Linked DNA regions of Sus scrofa: region 1 is linked to region 2. The links are chromatin contacts, called in public HiChIP or PLAC-seq maps. All regions are on one chromosome and are shown on one strand. Each heading gives the region's core, a stretch centred on a gene start, on an enhancer-like site or on the middle of the called end of the contact. The rest is flanking DNA. Distances are from core to core; before and after follow the strand shown.

Region 1 (6,561 bases), core at 1,244-3,743, 150 kb before region 2:
AGTCCAGTCAGAGTCGCTCTCTCCTGGAACTTGGAATCCTGAGCTTCTCATATGAGAGCAGAAGAAATCCTCAGAACTGGATTACAGCTCCAGCTCCGGGGCCGGATTGCCAGGTGACTTCTGCTCCTGCTCTGAGTTTTTGCTACGCCTTCTTTTCTGTTCTTCCCTGTGAGCTGCTCCACACCCACCAGTATATCTGAGTGGTCTTCAGTTTAGGTCCATCTGCCTCCAGAGCCCAGGAACTTAACCATGATGCAGTATGGGACGGAACTTCTCTGTTTGCTTGCAGGCCAGAGGTTCTAAGAGGCACTGCAAGTCCGAGAGTGTACAGTTCTAAAATGATGTGAGTGATGCCTTTTCGTTTCTTTCGGACATGGTCGGTGATCACACCTGCAGGCCCTCCTCCCCTGTCAGCCGTGGATCCGAGCCGTGGGCTGAGTCAGCAGCAGGGTGTGTGTGTGAGGGCTCTTCGGCTCTAGCTCAGCTGACGAGCACACCCCTTTCCTCCTGCTGGCCTCTCCCTTTAGGCCCGACCTGCCCGCTCTGCTCCCTTGTCTGCAGACCGGGGTCTATGATCCCCGAGGAAACATCTGCAGGCCACACTGGGAAAATCTGAACTTGAGCAACAGTGGGGAAAAAAATGCGCTGGGACGCTTCTTGTAGCATTTTGCCCTGTTGACAATGCCCTGGGCATCCCCAGGGGTGATTTCTCCACTAAGCAGTGATGATCAGCTTCAAGAAACACCTCACAACCCACGTACAGAAATCTTCCCCCATATCACCGCTAAGCAGAGGCAGATGTATATTCCTATTTAAGGGGCTGCTTATTTCCTCTGTGTATTCTTCATTCAAGGAAGTAGACAGTTTGAAGTGTGTGAACAGATACATTTTTTTCCCATTTGATATTCAATAAAGCTATTTTAATTTTGGACTGAAATTTAACCTAAATTTTCCTGAGTTGCCCTTTGCCCACAAATATTGCTTACCTTAAGGTGTCCTGCAGACTCCTTCAGTGTAGGAATCTGCCTTCCGTCCTCTGATCTAGATTCAGTGACGAGCCTGGGAGTTTTCAAACTTCTTTTTTAGTAAAGGAACCTTTTTTTCAATCACAGTTTTATTCTGATTATAACATACAGAACAGATACGATGGAGCCTCTCTGTTGAAGTCAGCCCTGTGGCCTGCGGCAGCCCTCTCACTCTCTCTCCCTGGGTCCCTGGGACAGCGCTGAAGAGTCACAGGAGCTGAGGAAACATTGGAAAACTACTGGCCCAGCACCTGACTGGGAACAAAGGGGACACGGTGCTGAACTAGGTGTGGGCTGGAGTGTTGGCGTTGCCTTTGCTCTCTGTCTCTGTCTTGTCCTCCTTGTTCCCCCTTCCTTGTCCCAAAATACGGCTGAGGGAAGCAAGAGGGTGACTCACAGAGATGAGAAAAGTCGGGCCAGTGTATCGTGGAAAGCTGAGACTCCAGGCGAATAGCAGGACAGAGGCAGGAGGATGGGAGTGCTGAGCTGGGGGAGACGAAGCTCCTGGCAAATCCTCAGGATGCTGCAGATTTACAGAAACCGAAGAGAAGGGCAAAGAAGTTAAGACCAGGCGAGGGCAGCATCCGAAGACAGCCAGGGGCCGGGTGTCAGGTGCTGAGCTGTCTGCAGCCCCAGGCGTTTAGGTGGTGCCTGGCCTTCCACCGAGGTGGGTCGGGCACAGCGTGAGGGCTTTTGTGCTGGCGGGAAACTTGGCTACGTTTTTTGTTTGTTTGCTTGTTTGTTTTTGCTCCGCTTCTGTGCTGTGCTCAGGGTTTTACCCTCTCTGTGAAGAATATACTCATTAGCGGAACCTCTGAGGTAGCATTTGGGGCAGTGAAAGCCAGAAACCAGCCAAGTTGACTTATCTGTGGTTTTCTGGTTCACCAAGTACCTTTCTCCGCAGCAGCTCATCACTCCTTTAAGGTAGGTCGGGAAGGTCCGTGTGGGCAGTGCTGCACGGCGCCCGATGTCACGGAACCCGCACGCGCCCCCACCACGGAGAGAAGGCAGAGCGTCGAGGAGGCAGGAAGGGGAGACGGTGCAGACAAGCTCGTTGCCGTCCTTTCTGTGTGTGCCCCCCCGCAGGCCTGGCCTCGGGGCCGGACAGTAGCGGGCATGCATTCCATTCCCAATAGGTCAGCCTGGCTCTGTGCTGCTTCCTGGACCGCGTCACTCAAATGTGTCACAGGTGCTTGGTTGTCAGAGCGAGTTGCTCAAGAGGATGATTTTCTAGGCCAGAGGTCACGCACTGGCTGTCCCCAAGCTGCGCTGGCCCCCAGGTCTGTTTCGTTTGGTCTGCATCAGGTTTAAAATTTTGAATTAGCTGCCACACTAAAACGATTAGAAGATGTCAATATCTGCATTTCTGGTTTTCTTGAAAGATGGGAGGATCTGACTACAGGGGTTTTGCAGCTGCTGTCTTTCCGTGAGTCATGTCATCTTTACACTGCCAGAGACCCCACCCTGTCTGTTTGCTTCTCTACATGCCATGCATAGCCCCGTGTGCATTCGAGACTGAGCCTCTTGGCCTAGGTGTTTGTCTTATGTAGCTTGCCATGTAGAATAGAGGTTGGCAAACTATGGCCATGAGCCAAATCCGGCTCTCCACCAGTTTGTGTGAATAAAGTTTTATTGGGACATAGCCACAGTCATTTGTTGACACATCGGCTGCTTTCGCAGTACTCAGCGAGCAGCAGTTGCTAGAGAGACCGTACTGTCTGCAAATCCTAAAATATTGTCCAGCCCTACAGAAAACTGACTCTTGATCTAGACCGTGGCTAGAGTGCTGATTTTTCAGCACAAAACGGCTCATCAAGTGTTTTCGAAACATAAGTTTCACCTCTCAGAGGAATTCTACCAGTGTTCTAAACTAACTTCATTTTCTTTCTCTCCAAACTTTATTTAGAACCTACCAAACTGAGAGGGGAAGTTGGTGACCAGCTGTTCCCTGGGTCTGGGTTATTAGGAGGTCATGCAATGTCAGTTTTAGTGGCTGGGCCAGGAGGCACTTGGCTTCCTTTCATTTTTCCTTTGCCTGCCATGTTCATGGAAAAAAGAACAGGACTGCCTAGAATTACCGGCATCCTGCTTTTCTCTAGACTCGAATTAGCCTCGCTGTTGCTGTTATTATTTAGGAGAATGATAGCCTGCGTGTGTGTAGTGGAAGCAGTTAACTCTTTCACGGTATTTCTGCACCTTTCCTCGCACTGCTTCCTCAAAACTGTCGCGCCAGGCAGGTCGATCAGTTGCCCGTTCAGCACCTCTTCTCATCTTCTTTGCTATGGAGCCCAGCTCTAGGCAGTGACTGAACATGCCAGAATCTTGCTTTTCTAGCCTTCTACAGTGGCTGGGATAATCACAAGACAGATAAGGGAAGTCTTCTAGAGAAGATTTTTGTACCTCATAAGAAAGTGACATGTGCAGGAGAGAGTCCCATGTCCCTTGCTTTCTATTTCTGGCTGTGGCTTTGTGAAGATGTGATGCGCAGAGCTGCTGCAGCCATCCTGGGACAGGAGGGGAGGCAGTGAAACATGGAGGATGTTGGGAGGGAGACTGAGAAGATGCTGAGATCCTGGGGCCCTCCTGCGGCCTGGAACCATTGCCTGCCCGACGGTTCTCGTTATGGGAGCCTTTCATTTTCTTTTTAGGATCACACCGGTGGCATATGGAAGTTACCAGGCTAGGGGTCAAATTGGAGCTGCAGCTGCTGGCCTAGACCACGGCCACAGCAATGCAGGATCTGAGCCCCATCTGCCACCTACACTGCAGCTCATGGCAATGCCAGATCCTTAACCCACTGAACAGGGCCGGGGATCAAGCCTGCATGCTCATGGATACTAGTTGGGTACTTAACCTGCTGAGCCACAGTGGGAACTCCTCATTATGGGAGATATTAATGAAATTTTCATTTAAAGCTACTTCAGGTCATGGATTCTGTTAGTATAATAGCCGAAAGCATCTTAATTTGAATGATCAGCTATTACTTCTAGTTTATATAGTTTTTAAAAAGTAGCAAAAATGTGTGTAATTCTTACTATGTGCTAGATACTATTCCGAGTTCCAAATAGTGCCTCGTTTAGTCTTTATAATAGCACTAGAAAGTAGGTATTATTATCTTGGTTTTATAGAAGCATGAAATGACACTCAAAAATGCTAATACCACATGAGACCACATTCCTGGTAAGAGCAGCGCTTTGGTTTAACCCCGTCTGGCTCTGGAGCCGTGGGCATAATCGTTATGCCACGCTCTCTAGAAGAAAGGAGATGCTTTGCTCCGTGTCATGTGACACGTTCCCTCACAGCATCCGGTGCAGCCCTTAGCCTGGGACAGCTTGGAGCAGACTTTACACTGTCCATCCTGGTCAGACAGCGAGCGCTCCATCGCTCGATTTTCTTCCCCCGTGGGCTTGTCACAGCCTGAATCTTAGTGGGCGCTCAGTCCTAGGACGGGATTTCAAGCCCCGTGCTGCTCACCTAGTGCTCTTTATTCCCCCATCCTACCTGCAGGCGCCAGACCACTGCCAGCCCAGGGAGGCCCAGGAGGAGGGTGTAGCAGGGCTGGCACCCTGTGCCCTGTATCCTAATGAGGGCGTTGCAGGGTGGCCGTGGATACTGGGTTAGACAGAGTCAGGTTACGGCTCTGCAGCTTCTAGCTGTGTCATCATGGGAAAGTCCCGTCGCCGCTCTGAGCCTCGGTGTCCTCTCTGTAAAATAGCAGTGACCCATCCAGTGAGGTTGTTTGGGGCATTAGAATGATAGGGGTTTAAAATGCTTAACAAAATACTTGGCACCATGTAATTACCCAGACAGTGGTAGATACTATTAGTAGTAAGGTTGCTTTTTATTCTTATTGTCATTATGTCTCAGGCTGTTTGTGACCTCATGTATCTGCAGAACCTGCTGTCTGTAAGAGGAGGGCCCAAAACTCTGGGAGTCAAGAGAGGGCTTACTGCAGTGGTGACCTACAAGTCAAGAGAGCAGATGCTCGCCAGGTATCGTGGCCTCAGGGTCTCCCTTTCCCTCGCTGGGCTTCAGCGTCCTCACCTGTAAAATGCATGTATTGGCTGCGTTGACCCCTAAGGGCCAGTTTGGACGGGACACACTGTGAGATGCACTAAATACACAGGCCTGCCTTCTCTCCAGGTCTCTGTGCAGCTCAAGAGCAGTTACCGTTCCTGAGAGCCGTGAGGTACTGAACCAGCCACAGTGCCACAGGTTTCCATCCCATCGGCCACGGCATGGACAGTGCCCGCTGCCTGGCACCAGGTACCTGGTCAACGATTCTGAGTTAGATGAATGAACGGACTCCACTGGTGGCTGAGTGGCACCTGTGACCCCTGAAGGTTGGGCCAGTTTGGTTTCTTGTAGTATAAATATTTAGAATATGACTGTTATTATGGTTTTTGGCAAGGGCGAATTACTTACTCATGGTCATGGCCTTGAACCTAGCCAAACTGTGAGCCAGCCCCAGAATAAACTGTATTCAGCTGCTGGTTTCACAGCCAAAGGGAAACTGACTTTCCATTGACCCCTGAGCCAGGTCTAATTGTGCAAAATTTTTTTTATACAAACCGGTATTTAGCAAATGTTGTCAAACCGGATGCTTCCTTGCGTTTTCTTTTTTAAAACCCTAAACTAGAACGAAATTAGACCCTATATCATCCTTGTTTGTATTATTGCACAATATATTAAAATAATGTTAGCTAACACTCGCAGGGCACTACTCTGTGCGAAGTGCATTATCTCATTTAGTCCTCAAATAAACCTATGAAGTAGGTACTATTTTTATTCCTGCTTTACAAGTGAGGAAAGTTCAACAGCTAAGTAACGTTTGCCAAGGTCGCACAGCCAGCCGTGAGACGTCAAGGTGGACGTTTGAACCCAGGTCGGCTGGCTTCCTCAGCATCGGTGACAGCACATTTAACGAGCACGTGTTACGTGGCAGTCACGTGTGGGCCGAGTATTTTGCACGTTAACCCCTATAGCAGTGCTGTCTGCAGTGTACCATATCAGCTTCATTTTAGGGATGAGGATGCAAAGCAGTAAACAAATCTAAAAAATTTTTTTTATTTTGTGCTTTCTAGAGCCACACCATACCTAGGGTGGAATGGGAGCTGTAGCTGCTGGCCTACACCACAGCCACAGCAATGTGGGATCTGAGCTGTGTCTGCGACCTACACCACAGCTCACAGCACCGTTGGATCCTTAACCTACTGAGCGAGGCCAGGGATCGAACCTACATCCTCATGGATACCAGTTGGGTTCGTAACCTGCTGAGCCATAGTAGGAACTCTAAAGCTTTTGAAAAATTATGTAACCTGCCTGTAATTTGTGGCTAGTGACGCCACGGTGTATTCCTCTAAACGGCGGAGCTCAGAAAACTCTCAAGGGCAGCAAAGGGGGAGAGTTTACCAAGGTCACACTGTGTGTTGGTGGTTGAACTGGGTCAGTGTTCCACTGGTGGTTTTTCCCGGTCACTGCTAGCAGGGTATTGATGCAGTAACCAGCCCTACGGCCAGCCCACCGTGTCCCTTGC
Region 2 (6,444 bases), core at 3,041-5,540:
GTACATTGAGGATGTACGGTCTCGTGTGACATGACCCTGTGAAGCAGCGTCCCCTCAAGGCTCGCGGTGCTTCCATGAGACAGGTGCTTCGAGGCTTGCAGGAAGGTTGCTGTCCAGGGTCACGCAGCACCTACGAACAGACACCAGATTTAGATTCGGAAAGTCAGACTCTAGAACCCGCTCCCCAAACCCTTTTCCAAGGGTTGTCCAAGGGCAGGGAGGGGTAGGACACCAGAAGGCGTGAGGCTGGGGTCAACTCAGGAATAAGTCACAGGCCGGGAGAAAGACTGGGGCGTGAGGCTGGGGGGAAAGGGGAGGGCAGAGCCCTGGGGGGTGAGGTGAGGATTGAAGGAAAGAGGTCGGGAAAAAGCGCTGTGGAGAAAAACGAGAAAGGACACAGAGGCAGCCTCCTGGGGGGTCGGTTGACAGGGGCCCTGGGGAGTCGTTTGAGGCGAAGCCTTGCCGAGCCCTCATCGCCGGGACTGCCCCGCAGCATTCGGGGAAGGAGTTCCCAGTCGCCCCTCTCCAGGCTGAACATCACTCTCCCCGAGTGGAATCTGCTCAGGGTGCAGTGAAGTTGCCACTCCCTCCGAAAGCGGGGTTCCCAGTGGACCCGACAGAGCTTCTCACTCAGCTCCCCCGCTCACTGGCTGGGAGTCAGGGGCCAGGGATCACTGTGCCTCCGCTTCCGTAACCACCCAGCACCCACTTCAGAAGAGTGTGGGTAGAATTAAGTTTCTAACACAGGCTGATTCCACTTCCCCAAGATGCACAGCACAGCCTGAAAACTAAACAGCTCTAGCAGATAAAGGGAAAGAAGATGCAAACCATGACCCCTGGGTTAAAGGGAACTGTTCCGAGAGCTGTGTTAGCTGTAGATCTTTAGGCGTTGTATAGATAGCATGTGTTACTGTTGCTCCTTGCTGTGAGCCGGTAGTCGTTTTAAACAGGATGCAGCTCATGGGTTAGCTTTTTTGCTTGTCCTTTTGCCATCTTTCCTTGCCTTACTGACTTTTCACTGAATGACATTTAGCTGTTTATACAAAGTGCTTTTCACTTGCATGTTGTCATTTCATTTTTAAAACAAACCTGGGAGGGAGATCTTGCAAATGAGGAAAACTGAGGCCCACACATAGGAGGTGATTTTCTCAAGGCCACATGGACTTTCTACCTCCAAAATCTGTCTTTTTTTCAAAGGAGGCAAATACCCTGCCAACCTCTGACCCCCAAAATGTTGATAAAATACAAGAGGTGATTAAGCCTTGATCACATGAAAAGTGCTACCATGGAGCGTGAGGTTTGGGAAGCGAGGGTGGAGGACAGGAAGCCAGGGTGACTTGGCTTGGACTCCCGGCTCTGCCCACCAGGCAGGTCACCGGGTCTCTTCAAAACTCCGTTTCTAGTTACTTGTCGTCTCTGTCCCTTAGCTTCTGAAATTATAGGATAATCATTTTTATTCATGGAGTTGTTATGCGGATTAAAGGGGATAGGGCATCTGAGCGTGGATCCTAGGCTAAAACACACAGAATTCATTATGAATTTCTTCCTCTTTTATTCCATGCAGTCTCTTACTGGTCCACAAACCACCTATTTATCTTCAATGCAGGGAGATCTCCTCTCTTAACAGCTTGTCGGAGATACTGTAAAATCCCCTCAAGCCTTTGGGACCTTGGTGTAGCAGTTAAAAATCAGAGTCTGAGTCACAAAGTCTGATTTCCAAAGTGAGTCATTTTGTAGCTAGCATTTTGCCTCAGTACGAGTCAGCGGGGGAAGGAGGGAGACCCGTGGCGGGGTCGGGGGTAGGGATGGGACTTCTGCTTTGCATGGAGAGCGGCTCTATAATGGCTCAGTGCTCTTTCACTGGACCGGTTGTTTCCGTCTGTCCTTACTTCCGGCGTTTCCATGTTTCCAGCTCCTTACTCCTCATGAGCTTGCTCTTGGAACAATCTTGCTGTGTGCCCTTGGCCTGGTCTCCTCCCCTCTCTGGGCCTTATTCATACCTGTTAAGTGGTAGGATTGTACCTGATATCCCTGAGGTTCGTTCTTCTTTGGCATTCGGACCCTCTGGGAGGGAAGGTGGAGACTCAGGTAGGTTCTTCCTGTGCCTGGGAGAAAGCATGACACGGTCATGACGCCCATCTTTTCCTGGATCTGGACACATCATCCTGTACTTGGTGCCTGGCTCCCAGGGCACCTCATGCCAGACAGTTGTTTTCCATCCTGCCTACAGCTCTGCCATTCTCCTGGTATGAGGAAAACGGTGCTGGCGCTGGGGAGATGGAGAACTGTCAAGGGTCCAATGCCCCCAAGGGTCCTTTACTCTCCCGAGGTCCTGGATGACAGCTCAGGAGCCAGAGGGATGGCTTCATCCCCAAACAAAACAAAACCATTGGTCAGGAGTCCCTTCTCATGTATGGCTGGTTGTTGTGGTTACCAAACAAAAAGAAGGACATACATGGAATTGCATTTTCTTCTCTCTCTCTCTCTCTCGCTCAAGTTTTTAATAGTGAGGTGGGGCCATTGTGGGATTAGCTTAGCGCTGTGAGTCACTGGGCATGTTTCTATTTGTCTGGCATTTATTATTATTATTATTGGAGTACGTGGTGCCCTGTGAATACGGAGCCCTACCGGCACCACTTCTGCTCCTCCGGATGGCCCCTCTGTTCCTATATGCATCGCAAGCATGACGAGAAAGGCCCATGTAGACAGACAGCAATGGAAGGCACCGCCTGCTGAAGTCAGGTCAGAATTCTGCACACCTGACAAGCTGTCAGGCTTAGAATAGTTGGGAAAAATGGGGGAATTTTCAGAAAGCGGCAAGTGGAGAGAACACTGAATTGGGAACCAGGAGTTTAAGCTCAGCTATTGACCACGATATAAATTTGGGACAATGATTTTGCTACTTTAAAAGAGCAGGGTGATTGGGACAGATAAAGAGAATAAAGTTCATCGAGTTTGCCAGACCCCGTTTACTGGTGGTTGCTGTCTGCCGTGGCATGCCGAGAATTACGGGGCGTGATTTGGGCTCTGAGGAGGAAGACCCCGGGGGAGAGGGACAGCCCTGGGGCTCTGTCCAGAGAGCTGGGTTCAGCTTAGCACCGTCTCCCACTGACTCCAGGGACAGGCGTGTCAGGGGAGGGAATGTCTGCCACTCAGGCGCTAGATGACCTCTCAAGGCCCATTTAGCTCCATAATTGGAAATTAAAGAAGAAAAACGTATCCCCAGTCTGTCACCACTTCCATTTTCTCAGTGGGACTTGATCACCAGGGCATCTAATGGTCAAATACAGCTGCATTACTGGAAAACTGCGTGTCTCTGGGATTTTGTTATGTGCACAGCACACATTAGACCTGATGAAAAGTGCCAAATAAGAACTGTAAGAACTTCAGGTCATTGTTAGGGAGGTGTCCCCTAGCATTCTCTGGGGGACTGAGCATAGGATGGATGAACAGTGCGTGCAGTTTTAGAAAAAAGTTGTGTTCCCAGGACTTACTGATTTTGTAGTACACACTGCAAAAAACAACCTCCCCGTCCCCCAACCCCTTTCAAATCTTGGCTCATGTTTGGGTCATGTGTTTAGAAGGGATAAGAAATATTACCAGTCATAAAGTTGAGGCAGCTTTTTGAGAAGAATAAACGATGTTTGGATGCAGAGATGGGGAGCTGGCTTGACAGAAAGTGATGTAGGAGTCTTTGGTAAACACAAGCTCTAATAAACCAACTAAATTTTTGGGCTGCTGAAAAGCTGAGCTAATCTTCAGCAAAATTAATAGAAGTACAATGAGTATAAAATTTCTCCATACTCTAGCCTAGCAGGTCCACATATGGGCAGTTGCATTCAAAATTGAGCATCGCATGATCGGGATGGCGAGGTCTTGGGAACTCTGTGTGGTTATGCACGCGTGGAAAGGCAGGGAGAAGAGAGCGGGGCAACCAGGGTTTTCCTAGGGTTCATTCTGGGTGAGTCCTGTCTCAGATGTCACAGCTCAGTCGCATGTCCTCCTGCTGTAGTTGGGATTTCTCCATAGCGACACAGGCTGGGCTTTCTGGGAAAAGAGGCTCTTAGGACGGAGATGTGTTTGGAGTGCTGTTCGGAGCAACATCCGTGGAGGAGTGAGGGAAGCGGGGCTGAGTGGAGGGAAGAGGTGGGCTGCACTTTCACAGCAGAGGCCTCGCCCACCAGGGGGGTCCTCGCCCTGGGGGAGCTCTTCACAGCTGTCAGCACTGGAGGAGCCAGGGCCTGATTCGTTGGCTGTGGCCTAACTGCACCTGAGAGGGTATAACCACGCTCAAGGCTGCTCCCTTTGCCCAGTGGAAAGACTTGACTGTGAGCTTCCAGCCGGCAGCACTCGTGGTGTCTGGGAGGATAAATGCAGTGTATCCACCCTGGATCTCCTGGCACACCTGGCAGCTCGTCACAGCACCCGCTCCAGTGAGGCCAGAGGCACAGCCCCCAGGAGCCCTAGATTTCTGTTTTCCTAGCCCTGTGACTGCAGAGAGAAATGGGTCTCAATTCTGACTTTAGTTGAGACTTTTAAAAGTCTTGGAGAGGTACTCTTACTGGGTGGGCTTGGGTCACCAACTCTGGCCCAAGGTTGAGGAATTATGATCGACTGATTCGGAATCTGGTGAACTGTTAGGGCGAAGTGATGGAACTGGTTATCAGAAGAAAGAGTGCCAGCACTACCCGGGGGCAGCCTTACCTGTCATGGGCGTGAAGGAGCTCATTGGTTCTGCATAGCATGAAAAGGCGCAAAGAATGGATTCAGCTCCATGGAAAGTTAATTCTCTTTTAGTAATTGAAAATGCTTTCTGTGGGGGGAAGAAATCTCCTAACTGGGAATATTCCAGAAAAAGCCATGTATCTTTCCAGTACTCTATAGAGAAATTTTGTGTATTTGGATCAGATCAGAATTAAATGGACAGCTTTAAAATGATACTAATTGCTGGACTCTGTTATTAGAAATTCTGATTCAGTAGGTCTGGGGTGAAGAGTCCATTCGAGGACTCAGTATGTTTTAAAATCTTCCCATTTAGTTTTCATATGCTGCTAGGTTTGGAAACCCCAGAACATGAAGCAGATATTTGCAGAACTGCTCTAATTAAATTGTGTGTTTGAAGCTCCAGAGGGAAGTGTGGGAGGTCGGCAGAGACAAGGAGGGACGGAGTTTACTTGTCCACCCTGTCACTCTGCTCTCCCTAAGGTGATGTCTAAGCCATCTATGTGGGCCAGAATTTAAAATCCACTAAAGTGGACTAAGATTTTAGACCATCTTCCAGCTCTAAGAACTCATTGACTCCATGGATATTCCAGGTAAAATAAAGCAATAACTTTGATCACTGCTCTTTACTGTTTTACGTATTTGTGTGCAGTTCTGAGTGGAAACTTAATTGGTGAGAAGAAGTTTATTAGATATGTCTTATGCTTCTTCAGACTTGCCTAAGAGACAACTAATCGAGGGCTCAAGAGTAAAGAAAGAATTCAGTTACCTTTGAAAGCTCTAGGGTCATGGCCAGTCTCTTCTGATTCAGCAGAGGAGATAAATTAAGAGTGACCAGAGATATTCTTCCTTCCTTAGAAAAAGTGCGTGCTTACATAATACTTTTGTATTTTGTAGGGGATTAAAAAAAATATTTTTTGAAGGTATTAAGCTATTAACCCCTTGTCTTTGATTTCTCCCTGTCATTATCCTGATGCAAATGGAAATTTTATTCAGTTTATGCGATCTATTGTTTTATTTTTTCCACTTGGCATTATTTTATATACACATGTTCATGGCCCTTGTAGCGCTTTCTTTTATGACTGCGTGGTATTTCATTGCTTTAATGTGCCGTGGTAGACTTTATCTTACCTAATTTGGGGCATTTGGGTGGTTTCCATTTTGTCATTAAGCATTGCATTGTCATGAACCTCTAGTGGCTGTCCTCACCTGAAACTGCCCCACCTCCAGAATTCCCAACCCCGAAGCTCCTTGCGCTGACTGTCAGTTCTCTCCCAGTTCCCTAGGTCCCCTCACATGTGATCCAGTGACCTGCCAGTCCGGCTCCTTTACCCACCTGTTTGCCCATGACAGTTGAAGAGCTTCTGGTTCCTATTGCTGTGTAAGGTTTTCTGTCAGCTTTAGCAGGTGGCGATTGCTCAAGAAGTGTCTGCTAATATAATAGTGACTGTGCTGTTGATCCGGATTGTTGAATTCAGGGTCACTGTCTTACTCACCGTTGTCCGTTCCCTCCCAAGAGTGTGGGAATCACAGACTCGTTCCAGAGTTACCTGCTCAGTGAGTGGATGGTTTTCATGTTAATTTTACATCAGATGTGCTTTTACTTGTGAAACAACAGTCCGCATAAAGATACCACACTGAATTCCTGGAGCACAGAAAACATATCTTTTATTCCCAATACCAATCTGATTTCTGTCAAACTTTGACAATTTTATCAAAAGT

What was found. HiChIP or PLAC-seq counts read pairs in DNA pulled down with a chosen protein or histone mark.
Region 1: a contact with region 2 is called in an H3K27ac HiChIP or PLAC-seq map of skeletal muscle. The contact joins two enhancer-like sites. A contact is called at or near these places in 1 of 47 Hi-C or Micro-C datasets (embryonic fibroblasts) and 1 of 2 datasets of contacts at active chromatin or transcription factors (skeletal muscle).

Annotation. Positions count from the first base shown.
Region 1 is chr2:150,139,468-150,146,028 of Sscrofa11.1, reverse strand. No RefSeq gene overlaps it. Among named protein-coding and RNA genes, the nearest start is that of SH3TC2, 100 kb to the left of the region's middle. Within about 2 kb of position 2,493, at least 17 of the 83 cell types and tissues checked have an H3K27ac peak or open chromatin away from gene starts, as enhancers often do. A contact at or near this core is called in skeletal muscle, where this site is marked.
Region 2 is chr2:149,994,432-150,000,875 of Sscrofa11.1, reverse strand. No RefSeq gene overlaps it. Among named protein-coding and RNA genes, the nearest start is that of ADRB2, 36 kb to the left of the region's middle. Within about 2 kb of position 4,290, at least 3 of the 83 cell types and tissues checked have an H3K27ac peak or open chromatin away from gene starts, as enhancers often do. A contact at or near this core is called in skeletal muscle, where this site is marked.